Linked DNA regions of Pan troglodytes: region 2 is linked to region 1. A link is a contact called in public HiChIP or PLAC-seq data. All regions are on one chromosome and are shown on one strand. The core of a region is the stretch at or near the end of the contact, and the rest is flanking DNA. Distances in the headings are between cores, read along the strand shown. Region 1 holds the start of NPHP3 (nephrocystin 3). Region 2 holds the start of TMEM108 (transmembrane protein 108).

What was found. HiChIP or PLAC-seq counts read pairs in DNA pulled down with a chosen protein or histone mark.
Region 2: a contact with region 1 is called in an H3K4me3 HiChIP or PLAC-seq map of stem cell-derived excitatory neurons, with 4 times the contacts expected there. The contact joins the promoter of TMEM108 here to the promoter of NPHP3 in region 1. A contact is called at or near these places in 3 of 7 Hi-C or Micro-C datasets (induced pluripotent stem cells and stem cell-derived neural progenitor cells), 1 of 1 datasets of contacts at active chromatin or transcription factors (stem cell-derived excitatory neurons) and 1 of 1 other capture datasets (stem cell-derived neural stem cells).

The regions. Positions count from the first base shown.
Region 1 is chr2:135,971,719-135,976,494 of NHGRI_mPanTro3-v2.0_pri, reverse strand. NPHP3 (nephrocystin 3) reads left to right here and starts at 2,386. Exons shown (of 26, transcript XM_024355683.3): 1 at 2,386-2,904. The coding sequence starts at 2,512.
Region 2 is chr2:136,282,732-136,287,507 of NHGRI_mPanTro3-v2.0_pri, reverse strand. TMEM108 (transmembrane protein 108) reads right to left here and starts at 2,727. Exons shown (of 6, transcript XM_016941951.4): 1 at 2,587-2,727.

The DNA.
Region 1 (4,776 bases), core at 1,137-3,636:
CTTGGTACTCTGGTTGGAAAGCTGGGCCCAGCTGAGACTGTCACCTGGAATGCCTACATATGACCTCTTAAGTTGGGCAGTCTCAGGTTAGTAAGTCTTTACATGGTGGCTCAACACTCCCGAGTGTTCCAAGACACAAGAAGTGGAAGTCGCCATTCTCTCAAGACCTGGGCTTGGAAACTGGCACAGTGTCATTTCTGCCACATTCCACTGGTCCAAGCGGTCAGAGTTCACTCAGGTTCAAAGTGAGGAGTCATATACAGGCTTGCTTCATGGCCATGCAACCCCATGTGCAGTAACGCAGGGCCCAAAACTCAAAAGGGCCCCATACTTGGCTTAATGCTCTGCTGTTGCCATCTTGAAAATATTTATAATTTTTGAATAAGGGGCATTACATATTCATTTTTCACTGGGTCCCACAAATTGTGTAGCTGTCTTAGCTGTCTTTTCTATGGGAGGACTATTTAAAAAAATGTGGCCATCTTTAGTAAGTTATAAGCCACCTGCCAAATATTTTATTCTCACTATATTTCTCTATTAAAAGTTATTCTTTCAAAATGCAGACTGAAGTACGTGGGTTAAATTCAGCATGAAGAAAAACAGGTTATGAGGTTAGAAATAATGTCTTTTTTTTTAAGACGTAGTCTCGCTCTGTTGCCCAGGCTGGAGTGCAGTGGCGCCATCTCGGCTCACTGCAAGCTTCGCCTCCCAGGTTCACGCCATTCTGCTGCCTCAGCCTCCCGAGTAGCTGGGACTACAGGCGCCTGCCACCACGCCTGGCTAATTTTTTTGTATTTTTAGTAGAGACGGGGTTTCACCGTGTTAGCCAGGAAGAAATAATGTCATTTTTTAGGATTAAGAAATTTGGTCACTTTGGCATTGACCAATAGTAATCTAAGATCAGTACGCAAGTAGGGTGGAGAAATGTGGATTAGAGGCATGTCACTGGATAGAAATGACGTGGGGAAAGGAGAGATGCATGCTTCAGAGCACTCAGTTCCAGACTGTAGAATCTGAATGTACTCCCCAAGCTGTAGGAAGTTAGCATAGTGAGTTTGGTTATTTGTTGGAGAGAATGGGTGATGGCTATTTTATCTTCTTACTCAAGCATAGTTATGGAAGTGTTCAGCTGAGGCCCATTCCAAAGGAGGTACTAAGATGCAAAAATGTTCAAAGGGTTTAGTCAGAAACCTAGTGGATGATCCTTAAACCCCTGATCCACATGGAGAATTCAAAAATTTGAAGTTAGAAATCAGAACGGATTTGAAAAGGTAGAAAGTTCTTAAGGTACTGTGATGGTGGAAATGTTTCCCTTTATCTCAGGAGACCACCTGAAGAAATTAGTATATATACTCTGGATTTTGAAGAATGCAAAGGCCTAGTGTATGACTACTTCCTGAAGAAAATCTAAAGGGTAAGAGAAAAGATGACTAGCCACTTTGATAGAGGGAATGAAGGAGAGACTGGTGTGCGGTCTCCAATGTCCCATGCTGCAATGAGTTAAAAAACTTAACCTTGTCTAAGGATTGTCCCTAGTGGTTTCAGACTGTAAAATCTAAAAGCTCTTTCTTTGCTGGCATTATTCCTTGCTGGTCATTCTATCTACATGCATACTGAGAGAGAGATATCGCGGGAAGCACATAGCAGGCACTCCATAAATTTTTCAGATTTCCCAACTGCTTCCAGAAAGGAGTTTCCGGTCAGGCACGGCGGCAGCGAAAGAAATAGCTGCAGCGTTTGTAGAGCAGCTGGGACCCAGGCCTGTGCTCCCTGTGAGGCACGCCCGCCAGGGAGCCTCGAGCCGGGCGGAGACAACGGAGAGAAGCCCTGTGTCGGAGCACCACTCCACCAGCGTTCGGAGCATCACTCCACCAGCGTCCGGTCCACTGCTGGTCCTGCACAGTCGCCACTCCCCCCATCCTTCCTGCTAGCCCCGCCCTTCTTGCTAGCCCGCCTGGCCCTGTTTGCTTTCTCGACCCACCCACGTTTGCCCTGCCCCGCCCACATGCCCCGCCCCACTTGCCCGGCCCCTCTTGTTGTCCCGCCCAGCCCTGCCCCGCCCCGTCCTGCTGCCCCGCCCCGTCCCCCTCGCCCATCCCGCCAGTTCCGCGGCCCCGTCCCGTTCCGCTGCCCCGCCCCTCCAGTTGCCCCACCCCATTCCGCTCTCCCTCCCCGCCCCGTTCCGCTGCCTCTCCTCTTCCGGCTCTCCGGCCCCGCCCCGCCCCGTTCCGCTGCCCCGCCCCGTCCTGCTCCCCCGCCCCGTCCTGCACCCCCGCCCCGCCCAGTTCTGCTGCCCCGCCCCTCCTGTTTCCCCGCCCCATCCCGTTCCCCCGCCTCGCCCCGTTCCGCTGCTCCGCCCCGTCCCGCTGCTCCGCCCAGTCCTGCTCTCCGGCCCCGCTCCATCCCGCTGGCCCGCCCCGTCCCGTTCCGTTCCTCTGCCCTGCCCCGTCCCGTTCCGTTCCGCTGCCCAGTCCCGCTGGTACTCACTAGGTAGTAGCGGCAACGGACGCCATGGGGACCGCCTCGTCGCTCGTGAGCCCCGCGGGCGGGGAAGTGATCGAGGACACGTACGGGGCGGGCGGCGGCGAGGCCTGCGAGATCCCGGTGGAGGTGAAGCCCAAGGCCCGCCTGCTGCGCAACTCGTTCCGCCGAGGCGCGGGGGCGGCGGCAGGGGCCGGGCCCGGGTCGCTGCCCCGCGGGGTGGGCGCCGGCGGGCTGCTGGGGGCCAGCTTCAAGTCTACTGGCTCGTCGGTGCCAGAGCTGGAGTACGCGGCGGCCGAGTACGAGCGGCTCAAGAAGGAGTACGAGATCTTTCGCGTCAGCAAGAACCAGGAGTTGTTGTCCATGGGCCGCCGCGAGGCCAAGCTGGACACGGAGAACAAGCGGCTGCGGGCCGAACTGCAGGTAACGCCGGGCTGGGCCGCGACGCCGGGAGACCCTTGGGAAGCACGGCCGTCCTGCTCCCTCTCCAAACCAAGCGGCTTTGAAAGTTCGGCGGAAACTGCCCATTTTAATTTGAGAGGCCATATTCTCTTCGAGTCTGAAATGATTCCTTAACCCTCCCCTTTTTCTGTCTCTTTTTTTGGGGACAGGGTCTCGCTGCGGTGGCACGATCGCGGCTCACTGCAACCTGGAACTCCTGGGCTCAATGATCCTCCCGCCTTAGCCTCCTAAAGTTCTGGGATTACAGGAGTGAGCCACCGCGCCCGGTCCCCGCTTTTCTATTTCTGGTTTATTCATTGAGGCACCTAGAAGAAATTAGCCGGAAAGTGTCCTGAGGAGGCAAATGCCAATCTCCCGCTCCACTGCCGCCCCCGCGCCCACCCTCTCAGAAGGCTGGTGACATCTGTTGAAGCAACTCAGCAAACTCTTCCTAGGAGTTTCACCCCCCTCCCCACCATAAAAATTTTAAGTGGGTCTCCAAAGTGGGGCTCATGTGTCGGTTTCTTTGTGAAGTTTCATCGCTCTTGCATTTTAATGGTCTTGACATGAAAATTTCTGGAAGCCTCCTGATCTCACCATGGTTGAAAACCTTCTCTAGATGTAGTCAAATTTCCCTAGTCCATTTGATTAATTTACGCTAAAAGCAATTATTGCATGCCCTCCATGTAGCAGGTCCATTATAATTCAATAAAATAGTATGTAAAGCGGCCGGGCGTGGTGGCTCACGCCTGTAATCCTAACACTTTTCGAGGCCTAGGCGGACGGATCACCTGAGGTCAGGAGTTCGAGATCAGCCTGGCCAACATGGTGAAACCCCGTCTCTACTAAAAATACAAAAATTAGCCGGGCATGGTGGCAGGCGCCTGTAATCCCAGCTACTCAGGAGGCTGAGGCAGGAGAATTGCTTGAACCCGGGAGGCGGAGGTTGCAGTGAGCCGAGATTGCACCATTGCACTCCAGCTTGGGTGACAGAGCGAGACTCCGTATCAAAAAAAAAAAAAAAATAGTATAAAGCAAGAGGTTGCTTTTCTGTGAACGAATCTCTAAAACTTTTTGCCCTCAGTTTGGGGCCCCTCTGATCGTTGTTGTGTCGTTTGTTTACTCTTTACTGTGGGAGAGACTTATAGGCAGCCTAAGAGTTCCCGGAGTCGTTACAGTCGGGGTGAAATAAATACCTCAGACTGATTTTTCTAAAAGAAAAAAAGCCTCCTGTCTTCAAGACTAGACATTCTTCTAGTCAGGTGTTGTTGTTGTTGTTGTTGTTGTTGTTGTTAAACTCCCTCATTAGCTGTTGTGTAATTATTGTCGTTGTCTGGGAAGAAGTCCGTATAGCAGTTTATCTGTTGTCTTATCAGTTTTCCTACTGGGCAACCTTAATGCACTTGCATGTATAAAATGGACTAGTGCATTTCAAATATCTGATTTAATGTATCCAAGCCACTGCCCAACAGACACTGCACGTTGGAAACAACTGTGAGGTGGGGGTAGAAAAGGCCAAACCAAACAGGGCGGAGTGCAATAAGAGTTGGCAAGTGTCACAGTCACTCATGTCACCAATCCTGATTCCCTGTGAAACATACTGGTTCCTTTCTCACATATCGAGGCATGAAAAAACTTATCCATATTTATTTCATTCATTGTGTCAGACATTTACTGGAGACTTGCAGTGTACCAGGCACTGTGAAGTGCTCAAGGGATGGTGAGATGAATAAGACATAGTGCCAACAGGCACACAGTCTCTTAGAACTACTTATCCTTCAAGTTAAGCTTACAAAATGTAATTTTTACTATCACAAAGATGGAAAAGGCATAAGGAAGTTTAAGAGCTGATGC
Region 2 (4,776 bases), core at 1,478-3,977, 310 kb before region 1:
ATCTTACAGCATGTGTCCTAAGGAAGGTACTCAGATCCCTCTCAATACGAAGGCTCTTATACTTACACAATGTGACACAGATCCTCCTCAGAGGACACTACTGCTTAGGCATGCAGGTCGGACTCTAATCTCTCTCATTCACTCTCTATGTTCCCCGTCCCTGACCCAGGGGACAGAAACGACAGAAAGGAAATGATTTTGTTGCTGCTTTGAAAGCAACACTAGTGGGCTTTTATTGAATCAGAGAATAAAACCTTGTCCTATAGGTCACTGAAGTACGTTGCTAGATGGACTAAGCCTGTCAATCTTTTTGTTGTCCCTTGCATAACCTAATCAGTGTTTCCCAACCTTTTCAAAATCCCTGCCTCCCTTCCGCAGGCCAAACAAACAATGCATACCCTTTGCGGTTTATGGAACAAAGATTAATTTCTTTCCTCTGAAAATAAAAGTGTATACTATGCCACCTACCTCACCCTCAGCATTCTTTTCTCCCCTCTACTCCATGCCACTTAAAAAAAAAAAATTCTCTGGCTGGCATGGTGGCTCATACCTGTAATCCCAGCACTTTGGGAGGCTGAGGCAGGTGGATCACGAGGTCAGTAGTTCAAGACCAGCCTGGCCAATCTGGTGAAACCCCGTCTTTACTAAAAAATACAAAAATTAGCCAGACATGGTGCCTCACACCTGTAATCCCAGCTACTCGGGAGGCTGAGGCAGGAGAATCGTTTGAATCCAGGAGACGGAGGTTACAGTGAGCTGAGATCGCACCACTGCACTCCAGCCTGGGTGACAGAGTGAGACTCCGTCTCAAAAAAAAAACAAAAAACAAAAAACTCTGATAAAGTTTTTAAATTATTCCCACTAATTTGGTTTGTGTGACAGTCTATCAGGTGACAACCTATATTTCACTTTACTAGGGTCATTTGTGATATTCTAAATGAGCTTTGCAGTAACTTGTTCTTTTACTTTCATTCATCTCAGAAAACCGACAAAATTTGATTTCCTGTGGCTGATAAACCTGAATTTGATACCCCTAACAAATTTAGGTGTTCCCTCTTAAAAAAAAATATTTATCTTGCCTAGTAAACTGAATTCTTGGCAAGTGTAGGCATTTCACAGGCATGGGGTGTGTTTTAGAGGTTTGAAATCAGGTCATTTCCTAAAGAAACATGATGTTGTACAGGGAATGTAAGAGCTATAAAGGGCTTTGAAGGTATCAGGATGTCTCCAAGGGACAAGGTAGAGAGACCCTTGTCCATCTCATACCAGAAAGAGTTCTGAATAAATTACGTGGAAACTCCAGAACACAGTAATATCTTCATAATGAGTTAGTTGAACCATTTCTTACAGAGTAGATTACCAGGTGTATCCAATAAATCAAGAAGTTAACCCGTGGAAAATTGAAGGGACTTTTTATGTTTGCCTATGAGCTGTCTGGGGAAATGGAGGAGAGGCAGGGAATACTTTGCATAGCTTAATCTGCTCTTAAGTTCCTGGACATACCTTCCCCTTTTTAAAGTATGATTTAAAGGCAACAATCCATCTCCCCCGGACTCCCATACAAACCTCTTTTGGCAGCCAAATGGTCTTCATCGAGCACACACTTTTCAAAGAATTAAGGATGTCTGAGTAGGTTTAGTTTAGACCCTGCCTTCCCTCTCCCCACAACCCAGTAACATGCTGAAAATAAGTAATAACCTTCCTGGGTACCCCCAGAAAAACCTGTTTGCAGAAACTACAACCCTTCCTCCGAAAAAAAAAACCTATCTTCTTAAGGAAGAATCTCAGTGTGGTGGTCTGCAGTTCACTGCAGGCATTTCCCTCCTCACCATTTACCAGTCATCAGTTACGCTGCATCTGAAATTCGTTTTTGTAGACTCTCATTTAGACCGGCTCCACCGGTGCCCAACTGCTTAAAAAAAAAAAATAGCCCCTGAACCAATCTCTGGATTCCTCCAGCAGGCTCAAAGCGTTCAATTTCGCTGAAACTCTGGGGTGAAAACCGCCAGGTCCAGCCGGCAGAGCAACCTCCCGGGCAGCACGGAGGCTCCGTCCCCGGCGAGGCCGCCGGCACCTAGGCAGGAGGGCTCTTCGCACAGCTGCGCTAGGAATTTGGCTTCGCTCGCGGCCGCGGGATTAGTTCGAGTCCCACGGGCTGGCCAAAGTGACACTACATTTCTTCTTCTTCGTTTTCCCATGTGACAGGTCCCCCTGCATTAAAGCCACCTCCTCCTCGGCCCCAGCTCAGGTCCAGCGCTCCTGACGCCCGCGCCCCATCACCCGCACCCTACACCTGGGGAGGGGGTTCATGCCAGCAACCCTCCAGGCGGGAAACAAAGGCGGAGGCAGGGCTGCCAGGTGGGCAACTCCCCTCGGGCAGACCCGTCACGCAGTGGGGAGGATGGGAAGGTGCCTGAGAGGATAGGAAAAGGGAAACCAAGGCAACCGGGGCTGCATCCTCCCTGAAGCTGGGCTCCCGGGGCAAGCTGACCCCACACCTCCCCGCGCCCCGCCCAGCCCAGCCTAACCCGCTTGCCGGGACCCAGCATGGGAAGGACTGGGGGGCCGCCCCGTAGCGCCGCTTACCTCGGGAGAAGCGCTCCGGCTCCCTCCGACGGCTCAGGAGAAAGCCCCACCGCTCGCGCACGCGCTCTCGCGCACTCGCGCCTTCGCCCCTCGGGCCCCCGCGCGCGCCCCTCCGACCAGGCTCTGGCCCGCCCCGGCCTTGTCCGTCAGCGTCCGCGACAGCCAATCCAGTCGCACGGAAGGCTCAGCGCCGGTCACGTGGTGAGACCAGCCAATCACCAAATTGCCCTCGGCAGCGCCCGCTCCGATGTCTCTGGGGGTTCGGTTGCTACCTAGCAGAGCGGGTGCGAGGCTGGCACAAAGGGTCTCTGTTTTCGGGGGCTAAGTGGCACTCAGTTGATCAATTACCAGATCAATTGACTTCTCAAATTCTAATATAAATAAGAATCACTTGACTATCTTGTTAAAATGCGGATTCTGATCCAGAAGGTCTGGGGTGGAGACCTGAGATCCTGCATTTCTAATAAGCTCCCAGGTGGCGATGACGAAGCTCTTGGTCGGAGGATCACGCTTTGAATTGCACCTGTCCGAAAGTAATGGCTGTAGCCCCAGCTCCACGTAATTTGAAACTTGCACGACCTTTCTTGTCCTTCTTCCACTGATGAGAAGCGTTCCTGTGGCTACATGGGGTGTCCCGGTGATGCTTACAGTTTGGGCACCAGCTGAGGGAAGGTGTGTTTAATCCCCACATTACCCACCCTTGGTCTATGGAGCAGCAATCATGCCAACTTGGTGACTGGAGTGTGGAACCAAAAGTGGAGACGGAATGGCCATGGAAGAGAACACTGTGTCTACGTTAATCCTAAAGGGTTGGGCGTGTGTGTCTGAGTGGCGCGGTGCCAGACACTTGGCCAGAGAAGTGGTATAAGTGGTCCCTGCTTCTCAAAACGTAACAATTTGTTGTAGAACTATACAGGCTAGTTCAGAAAGAAGCATGTGGAGAAAACATCCGGGAAGCTAACAGTCACAGCACAAATTCAGGCATAAGCTAAAGAGGTTGTGAAATAATATGCCTTGGGGGTCTTAAAAACTGTCCAAATATTCTTCTGTCAGTAATTCCAGAGTCAAGAAGTTAGGACTCCCACTGGCCCTGTCATCTCTCAAATTTGACCTAAGGACTCAGTGTTTTCGGACTGGCCAGCTAGAACCTTTGTTGTTCAGCGTAGCCAAGCTCTTATTACCCAGTAGTGTACCGCCGTGGTTCAAGATTCTTAAGTGCTGAATTCTCCAAAACCTTCATCTCTCATCTCTTGAAACCAGGTGGTATAACCCTGCTTCAGCATTTCTCTCTCACTATCAAGGTGATCAAACTGTCGCTTAGAGAAAACTTCACCTTTGTCAGTGTGTCCTGAACTTCTCTGGCTTCTCATCCCCAGAAGTGAAGCCCACCTAGCAATCTCAGACATTGTTCATCACATTGTCCCTATCAGAGATGGCATCGCACAAAATTCAGAGTTTCTGGGAACATGTTAAACCTGTCACAGCAATGATTCTGGCTACAGCAGGAGTAAAGAAATGTCTAAGCAAGAAAAATGTTTTGAAAGCCTCAAAAAAAAGTTTGTTTGCTGTCATTAAACCAGTGGTTCTCAAGCCTAGCTGGATGGTAAGTATTTATGGAAGTAGGTTGTGGGGCCCTGTGCCTGGAGATTCTGATTGGGATGAGAAGTGGGGCTTGGGCAGCTATAGGTTTAAAAAGTTCTACTGGCGATTTGATATCCATCCATGCTTGAGAACACCTGCATAAGCTGCTAGATCGATAGACGCATTTTTTAACAGGGAAAACTAAACTCCGCAACACAAATCACTAATGACATACACACTCTGTAAACAGAAGAAAGTTTCCACATAATTTTTGAGAACTGATTTTTAAAGGCCAAAAATAATTCATAGGTAATAAATACTCCAAAGACTAGTCAATGGACTAAATTGAAAAGCTAGGTCCACAACTAGGTTTAATTTCAATTGATTAACTAAATATTTCTAAAAGAACGTATTGCCTTTTGTTAACTATGCCAAACTGATAAACTCTCTGGTAATAGCTTTACTTGTTTTATGCCCTTCTTAACTAAAACAGATTTCCATTTGAGCATTTATTTTTTATTTTTTAAGTTCCGGGGTACATGTGCAGGATGTGCAGGTTTGTTACAAAGGTAAACGTGTGCCATAGTGGTTTGCTGCACCTAGCAACCC